Linked DNA regions of Hordeum vulgare: region 2 is linked to region 1. The links are chromatin contacts, called in public Hi-C maps. All regions are on one chromosome and are shown on one strand. The core of a region is the stretch at or near the end of the contact, and the rest is flanking DNA. Distances in the headings are between cores, read along the strand shown.

What was found. A called contact is a pair of places that touch in the nucleus more often than the background predicts.
Region 2: a Hi-C map of seedling shows a contact between it and region 1, with 4 times the contacts expected there. The contact joins the promoter of LOC123402024 here to the promoter of LOC123406306 in region 1. A contact is called at or near these places in 2 of 6 Hi-C or Micro-C datasets (leaf and seedling) and 1 of 1 datasets of contacts at active chromatin or transcription factors (embryo).

What each region holds. Positions count from the first base shown.
Region 1 is chr6H:45,404,366-45,408,838 of MorexV3_pseudomolecules_assembly, reverse strand. It overlaps LOC123406306 (calnexin homolog), which reads right to left and starts at 2,034. Exons shown (of 6, transcript XM_045099793.1): 1 at 1,881-2,034; 2 at 1,716-1,785; 3 at 1-661. The coding sequence starts at 1,961.
Region 2 is chr6H:45,759,402-45,763,874 of MorexV3_pseudomolecules_assembly, reverse strand. LOC123402024 (alpha-1,3-arabinosyltransferase XAT2-like) reads right to left here and starts at 2,103. Exons shown (of 3, transcript XM_045095879.1): 1 at 1,535-2,103; 2 at 1,328-1,423; 3 at 1-1,208. The coding sequence starts at 1,661. It also overlaps the pseudogene LOC123405046.

The DNA.
Region 1 (4,473 bases), core at 785-3,284:
TCATCCAACCATCCTTCAGGCTTGGTGGCCTCCTCATCCACAATTTCCATTGGGGCATCCTCATCCCAGTCATCAGGCTTCACGGCATCTGGATCAGGGATTTTAGCTCTCTCATCCCAGTCCTCTGGCTTCTTGTCGTCGGGATCAGGAATAGTCTTTGATGGAATAAGTGCTGGCTCAAAATCATCAGCAGACAGGAAGTTTGCTTTGCTCTTCTCCACCCCATCAACCAAAATTCTGACCTCGTTATCCGGCTTCAAGATAGCCGTGTAGACATGAGAGAGCTTGTCATATGGGACAGAGGGCGGGGACTTGAGGTGATGTTCAACATATTTGCCAGTCTTAGGGTTCTTGTGCTTCAGGATGAAGTGAACCTTGTTTGTTGAACCGCACTTGTCAGGACCAAACATAATTGTGTATGGAGTATCATTGTCAAAGTCCTTGGCGTTCCATCCCACAGCCTGAGGACGGATGTACTTGATATAAGCACCTCCACACTCAAGGCCATTCTGAAGCCTCACTTCAAACTGCAGGACAACTGTCTTGTCCTTCAAAGTAACAGGGTAATCAAGCTCTTTGATTATGGCATATTTCCTGGCTGGCTCACTAACAAGGAGGCCATAGTCTTCATGGCCATCACTCTTCGAGTGCTTCCATGCACCTGTATGGCACATTATATTAACACAATACATGAGTGCAGTACTAAAAGTATTAGTGGAACAACAAATTTTGACAGGAAATGGAGTCGAATGAACAACTGCCAGACAGGCAAAACCTACATTAGAAAAGACATGGGAAACAAGGCAGATAATCAAAGAACAAGAGGCATAAGTTTAACGCAGAAATGCCAATTCTTAGTGAGAAAAACAGGGCATGAACATGAATTAACTGTATGACAAGAGTTGCAAAGAACATCATTTTACAGCTAGCCATCTACTAATCGCAATACTCACAAATCACCATTCCATTTGTACCATCAGAATCCCTATCAAAAAACAATTAGGTCACAAGGTTGCCAAGCCATCATAATTCACCTAGTAATGTTACACTGTTAAGAGCGAGGTGCTGCACTTTGCATCGATCATATGACATGCTAGCAGGGAAACAATACATAGAGCAACAATTTTAATTAACTCGATGGGGATATTGATATAATTATAAAGACAACTACCACAATGCAGACAATTGCTGCATTTTCTCGACGTTTCAAATGCAGCTCATCTACACAAATTAAACTGTCATCACGCAGAAAGGCAGGAACAAGACTATACATCATAGCCAATTCACCTCTCAAAACACATTGCATGTACTCTTCGTTCCTCCGCATTGTTCTATCATATACTGACTAGTGACTACAAATAATCTAACAACTGTGGAGCGCTTATTGTCACCAACAAGACCATGGCAGTGGATGCGTAGCGGATCTGAACTAACGCATCACCATATGTAGGAACAAAGGCAACAATCTGCAAACATATTCTGAATCTCACGGTCGCCAAACGTATCGCTCCCGATAACTCATCGCTACCTCAACTAAACAATTGAATCGAACTCCACATAAAATCGCCTCACAACGTTAGCAGATCAGATTCAGCACCTCGGAAGTCAGTAGAGAATCCCACAGAACGGATCAGAAACCCAGCCACCTGCCGCTAAACCCAAGCACGGATCTCTCACAGATCGAATAACACGCAACGGAAAGGCGGGAGAATCACCTTTGTACTCATCCTTGCCGGACACGATCCAGCTCCCGTCGAAGCTCTCGTCGAAGGACTCGTGGAACAGCTGCGAAACCCCACGCAGAACATCACAAATCTCACCCAAAATTGAGCGGAAAAAAGAACCGGAAGCAGCGACACGAAGCCGGGGAGATGAATTACCGGATCCGACGCGCTGATCTGCGCGAACAGCGCCGAGATCACCAGCAGCGGCAGCAGGAGCACCGCGCGCCCTCCCGTCATCCTCCTCCCCTCCGCGATCTCTCTGGGACCGGAAGAAACTTCCACTGGTGTCGATCTTCGAAGCGACCGATGCCGGGGGAGGAGACGGGTGTAATTGAAGGGGCGACAAGGAACGTTGGACGGCTGGGATGAGGCGGGGTGGAGGATGCGACGGCCGAGATGTGCTGGACGGGGAGGTTGTGTCGCGATACGTGGCGTGAGTCGTTCCGGCCAATCAGGGGCTGCTTAGACGGGATGTTAGCCAACGGAATGGTGCCACGTACGCATGGTGACGCCTGGACCCACCGGGGGCTCCACGTGGAAGCTTTGGGCGGGTTTTTTTCCTCTCACTGACTTTGTCAGATCTTCCTCGAGACTCGAGTGACCTTCTTTTCTGTTCAAACGTGAGTTTTCTTTTTCAGGACTAAAAAGCTTTATTCATACTCCCCGTCTAGAATAAGGCGTAAAATGATAAAATGAATGTACTTAAAATTAATATCATTTAGGTAAATTTATTATTTTACAAGTAATTTTAAATGGAGTGAGTATGAAATAGCGTGTTAAATGTGGGTTTTCGCACTTTAGATGCACCGTCAACCATCAGGCTCCTGACCAGAAAACCACGGGGAGTCCAAGCAACACTCTCTCATCTCTAAGGTCTTGTTCGGTAGCAAAGTATTATAAAAAAACAAAGTATTCAAAATTACAGTAATGAATTTAACATGTAAGCATAAAATGTCATGGTTTTAATATAATAGCGTCCGCGTCGCCCCTGCCGGCGGTTTGGGCGGAACCCTAGCCGCAGCTGTCGCCACCCCCTTCCTCTGCTTCCTCTTCTCTCGTCGTTGGAGGAAGCCAGCGGGCTAGGCCCGGTCGGCAAACGGCGATGGCAAGGCGTTTCCTCACCTTGTTGTGCGCTCTCGCGGTCGGTAGAAGGAAACTGCCTACACATCTCAGGCAGTTGTCCGAGCTGCTTGGGGCCTAAATCCACCTCTCTCTGTGTGTCTATGTGTTTTCATTTGCGCTGGGCTGGACCTCTTGCGAGATTGCATGTTCGGGGTCACGGGCCCACAAAAGTTTTTCAAATTTATATGTTAATAAACTCCTTTTGATTTGTTATTTAATTCTTTGTGGGTTCAATAGAAATTTTATTCCATAGTAACAGGGTTACAATCTGAAGGCCAAATTTCCTCTATACATGGAGGACCTTGATGCAACCACACAGTCATGATGCATTTAGTTCGACTATACCTAGCTAGGCAATCTGCATGCCATGTTTTGATCTCTATGAATTTTCTGAGGAATAAAATCCCTACCGATCAATATAAACTTAATCTCCGAAACCATCTGTCCTTAAGCAGAGTGATCCAAACTATTACTACTCTCTCCGTCCAGGTGTATAAGGCATGCGCGTAGTTCTAGGTCGTTAATTTAACTATTTAAATATATAATATATGTAATAAATAATATATCATTAGATTCATGCGGGGATGTAGTTTTTGAATATGTAATTTTTATGGCATATGATATATATTTAGCTAGTTAAATTAACAACCTAGAACTACGTACATGCCATATACACTTGGACGAAGGTAGTAGAAAGGATAGAATGAGCCTTCAAGAGCTTGTTTGCAATCAAATACTCCCTCCGTTCCTAAATATAAGTCTTTGTAAAGATTTCACTGATGGACCACATACGGATGTATATAGACATATTTTAGAATATACATTCAGTCATTTTGCTACGTATGTAGACATATAGTAAAATCATTTAAAAGACTTATATTTAGGAACGGAGGGAATATGTACCAATATGTAGCAGAACCCACCGAGCCATCCCGTCTTCTCAAAATCATTCCAACAGCTGCCGATCCATCATCTTGCGCATACACCCCATCAACCGAAAGTGCCAACATGCTTTGGATATGTTCTGATGCAACAAAACTAAGCTTGTATTTCCTTTATAAAGTTATATAGCTTTTCTTTTTTCTTAAGTGAAACGTAGCAGTGTACATTGCCAATTTGGCAGGAAATTTAGCAGTGCACATTTTGCACGCAAAAGAGGTGGTCTGTTCAACACCTCTCCTTTTTAATGTCAACCAATTAACTATAATATATTTTGTGAGAACTGCAAGAGCCTTTGCATGTCACTTACTCTTTATATTGGCAAGGACTTGATGTCACGACCGTTTCTAAATAAATGATTTAATTGGAAATCAGCCATGTGCGTCCTTAGTGAAGAAAATATTTCCCATTAACAGACTCAACTTGATGTAAAAAATCAGTAGTACTTAATATTATACAGGTAGAGCGAGGGTTGCTTTACAAATTATTACAACATATTTAAGTCTTAGGATAGATGGAAATGTTACATTTGTCTTGGGGTGAATCTACTGCTCGCGAAAATAAAGAGGGCACGTCACATCAGAGTAATGTGACATGACAAGTACTACTACGCTTTAAGCCTCAGAGTGAAGCTCAACGATTTATTCGAGGTGGCGGAAGCGGTGGAAAAAAAAAACAGTGACGGACT
Region 2 (4,473 bases), core at 854-3,353, 350 kb before region 1:
GTCCAGGTACGCCGCCTTGAGCGCGTCCCACCCCTGCTTGTGCACGGCGTAGGGGTCGGTGAGCACCTGGTGGTTCCGCGGGTACTGCTCCAGCAGCGAGCTCTCCTCCAGCTGCACGTTGTAGTCCATGTACGTCACCTCCATGTCCGCCGCCGGGTTCTTGAAGGTCACGCCGGTGAGCCACTCCAGCCCTCCGAACGGCACCACCTGGATCAGCACGGCCCCCGCGGGGAGGAACACCATGTTGGTCAGCCCCGCGCCGTGCACGCCCACCATCACGTCCGCGGAGTTCACCAGCCGCGCGAAGGTGGACATGTCGGTGTGCTGGTCGGGCTCCGCGATGCGCACGTCGAAGCCCATGGCGGTGGCGGCGGCCGCCATCTCCCGCTCGTTGAGGAACCGGCGCGAGTTCTTGCGGGAGATGATGAGGAGCCGGGGCTTACCGGCGCCCGTGGCGCCGCCGCGGGACGCGGCCGCGCGCTCCAGCCCGAAGGCGTCGCGGAGGGTGCGCTTGAAGTCGACGATGGAGACGTGGCCGGCGGCCTTGGACGGGATGATGCCCATGTCCTTGTGGAAGTCGGAGCCGACGACGATGCGGGGCACGCAGTGCACCTCCAGGTCGTTGTTGACGTCGACGACTTCGTAGTTGCTGAGCTGCCGGAACAGCGGCCGGAACTTGGCCACCCACCACGGCTTGAGGTCGCTGAGCAGGAACTGCACCTCGCCCTTGAACTTGCGGGTGCTGAGGAAGAGCGGCACCAGCACGTCCGTGTAGTCGTGGTACAGGTTGCCGGAGAAGCCGCGGTTGGAGAACACGAACCCGGGGACGGAGTGGTTCTTGGTGCACGCCGGCGGCGGGGCGTCGGCGGGGAAGGGCTTGAGTACGAACTCCCGGACGTGGGTCATGGCGACGGGGTCGTGGTACCGCGCGTACGGCTTGGTCCTCCATTCCCTGTCCAGCGAGTCGATGTAGATGGTGGAGGCGTTGCCGACCACCCGGATGTCCCCCGCCGCCTCGCACCGCTCCGAACGCTTGCTCGTCATGAAGCAGGTCGGCTTCTTCTTCTTCCCCTTCCCCTTATCCTTATCCTTCCTCCCCGCGCCGGCGCCGGAGACGACGGCAGTCTTCTCCGCCCTCTCCGTGGTGACCTTGGGCACCGGGGCGGCGCTGTCCTCCTCCACATCCTCCTCCGCGTCCTCCTCTGAAACTGGCCAGGGAAAAAGAAACAGTCTTGAGCAACATACATTTCGTCCCCAAATCAGCAATCGGCCGGTTCTAGCTAGCTGAGCCGAACAAGTCAATCGATCCGGAAGACAGCTTGCTTACCTCCGACCGTGGTGGCGGCGGGGGCCGGCTCGTCGTCGTCGGTCTCCATCCGGATGCTGGAGTTCATCTGCTCCTTGAGCTGGTCGTCCGGCTTGCCTGCAGACATCCAAGCTCTCATCCACCCGTCCATCCAAGAACCAGCAAGCTCGACAGCAAACAGAAGGGGAAAGAGGAGGAGGAAGAAGAAGAAGAAGATAGTAGACATACCGAAGGGGGTGGAGCAGTATCTGGCCTTGACGATGCTGAGGACGCAGAGGGAGAGGAGCATGGCGGCGATGATGACGCCGTTGCTGACCCGCCGCGGCTCCTGCCGGCTCCGCAGCGAGGCCTTCATCTCCGACGCCGACCCCAGCGCGCCCTCCCCCGACCCCGGCTAGATCTGGGGCAGCAGGCGGCACGGAGTCAGCTCCCTTGCTTGCTTGCTGGGCTTTGCTTGCTGCCTGCCTGCCTCCTCCCAAGGAGGAAGACTCTTCTCGAGACGGAGAGAGAGAGAGGAGAGAGGAGAGATGCTTTGAAACTTTCTCGTGCCGAGCTGGATCTGGATGGGCCTCAGCTGCTCTGCTCTGCTCGCTGATGATTAAACGAGGGTGGTAATAAAGAATCGGAATGCTCTCTCCTTGGCAACTCATAAGTGAGGGATTATTGCAGCAAAATGGAGGATGATTAGCAGACTGGCCCCTGGGATTAGCCGGCCGGCCGTCGTCGTGTGGAGAGACTGGCAGGCACGACGTAGGACGTGGTGGACCGTTGACCAGACCGGGCTGGGCCGGGCCCGACCCGCAGTGTTGTTGAGCCACCTCCCCCACCTTATTTCTATGGTGGGATTATTGTTACTTCCATTTTCGGCCGCGGGAAGAGATGTATGTATGTTCGGACCGGCCGACCGAGAGCATGAATGTGGGCATGTACCGGCGAGCGTCACGGGTTTTCCTACGTACCGATGTGCCAACACGCGTGAGTTTGTGTACAGCTGGAGCCAAAGGAGGAGTAACGCTTCCCTTTTTTTCTTTCTACTAGCACAATTACACACGTGCGTTGCAACAGGAGAAAAATGAATAATAAAAAAGTATAGTTCATTGGTAAAAACGCGCGTGGATACTATAAAAAAAGGTGCGCACGTAAGGTCTTAGATTATAAAATATGTACAAAAAAGAACCGAGTGCAAGTACATCATGTCCAAAAATTATAACATTTTCCAAATATTGATGCTTAAGTTAACATGTTACAATATAAATAGTCGGTACGAAATAAAGACAAATATTAATTAGCATTGTATCCTATATAGTATTTGTAAAAATATTTAACATGTAAAATAACAACATATTCAAACTCTACACATTTTTCTAATCAAGTTTCATATATAACACGTTTAAATTGAATTTACGGTTTAAAAGATATTATTATTTGAAAATACATATTTATTCTGAATGAACTTCGAGGTTATTAACGCATATGTGAGGGGTTTAGGTAAAAAAAAATGATTCGCTCTGAGTACAATTTGGACCGCGGGTTATTTAGCACGAAAGTAAGGGGGTTTTGTGTAAAATGTGAAACAAAACGGTTCGGCCTCACTTATAAACGGACTGCAGGTTAATTAGAGGAAACTATAGGGGTCTTTCTGCAAAAATGCCACGACGGACGACAGAAGCCACCGGTGCTTTATTATTAGGGAGAGAAGAGCAACTTGAACGAAACGATCCACACGGACATGAATTTTGTCTGTTTGGGTTGTCCATCCGCCTAGCGGACATGAGGTGAACACGGGTGATCGATGGGCGAACCCAATGCACGAGATGCAAAAAAGCGGACAAGTGAGGCTGCTGGCGTGGAAGACGCATCTTTCCTTCGCTCCCCGCGCCGCCTAGCGCACGACCTCGCCACCGCCGACCCGCCAGCGTTGTTCCTCAGGGCGGTCTTCGCGTCCTTGTCCCATCGGCTCCTCCGTCGAGGCACGCCGACAACATCGGCACCTCCATGCTCTACTGCATCCCCATCATCCTCGGGCTCTTTGCCTTCGTCGTCGTCGCCTCCCTCTCCATCAGCGCCTGCCTCCGCGACCGCTTCAGCCGCTCGCGCCCGTCTCCCCCACCCTCGCCGTTGCCCGGGCCGCACGGGAAGGACGAGGGTAAGAAGGATCGGATCGAGTCACTGCCCCGGTTCACCATACCTTCTGCGCTGGCGGCGCTGCCTAGGAGCTCCCCGGACTGCGTCGTCTGCCTCTCGCATTTAGGTCGAAGACCAAGCTGCGGTTGCTCCCGGCATGCCGCCACGCGTTCCACGCCGCGTGTGTCGCCGCCTGGCTCCGGACCACCCCGACCATCCCGCTCTATCCCGCCATCGTCGCGCCCCGCACCCCTCCATCGCGACCCTCCTCGCCACCGAACAGCCGCTGCCGACACCGGAGCCTGCTGCCGCGAGGAGCAGGGATCGCTCCAGGAGGTTTCGCGTCGAGATGGGAAACGTCAGCACTCGCGGTGGGTCATCGGCCACTTCCACAGGCAGCGGCCTTGAGGAGGGACGGACCGCTGATAGGTGGGACAAGGGTGGACACAAGAGGGGAAGAGCGGACGACGGGAGCACCCAGTTTTGTCTGTCACGGACCCATTTGTGGCCCAGTTTTGCGCCTAGTTTGGGTTGGGATGGACAACAAGCGGACATCAGGCGGACAAACGCGTCCGTTTGGGTCGCCCGGTCGGGTCAATTTTTCTTTTGGATGACCCAAACGGACAATATGGGTCACCCCATTGGAGTTGCTCTAACGCAGGGCGAAAGCCTTCCATTGGAAGAAGCAAGATGTTAAAGGCCAAACTAGCAGCGAACGATACAACTGAAGGCTCCGAGCTGGCCCGACCCACTCCCGTGAGCAGAAAAGGCGAACCCTCGTCGCGCCACCCCCAGTCCCTCCGCTCCATCCCTCTCCCACGCCGTCTCCAGCGCACACTGCTACGGCGACAGAAATCCTTTTGTCGTCTCTTGAGCTTGCGTTGGTTTTTCCCTTGAAGAGGAAAGGGCGATGCAGCATAGGAGCAGTAAGTATTTCCCTCAGTTTGAAAACCAAGATATCAATCCAGTAAGAGGATCGCGCCAAGTCCAGAGTACCTGTGCAAACACAAAAGAGCTTGCACCCAACGCTATAAAGGGGTTGT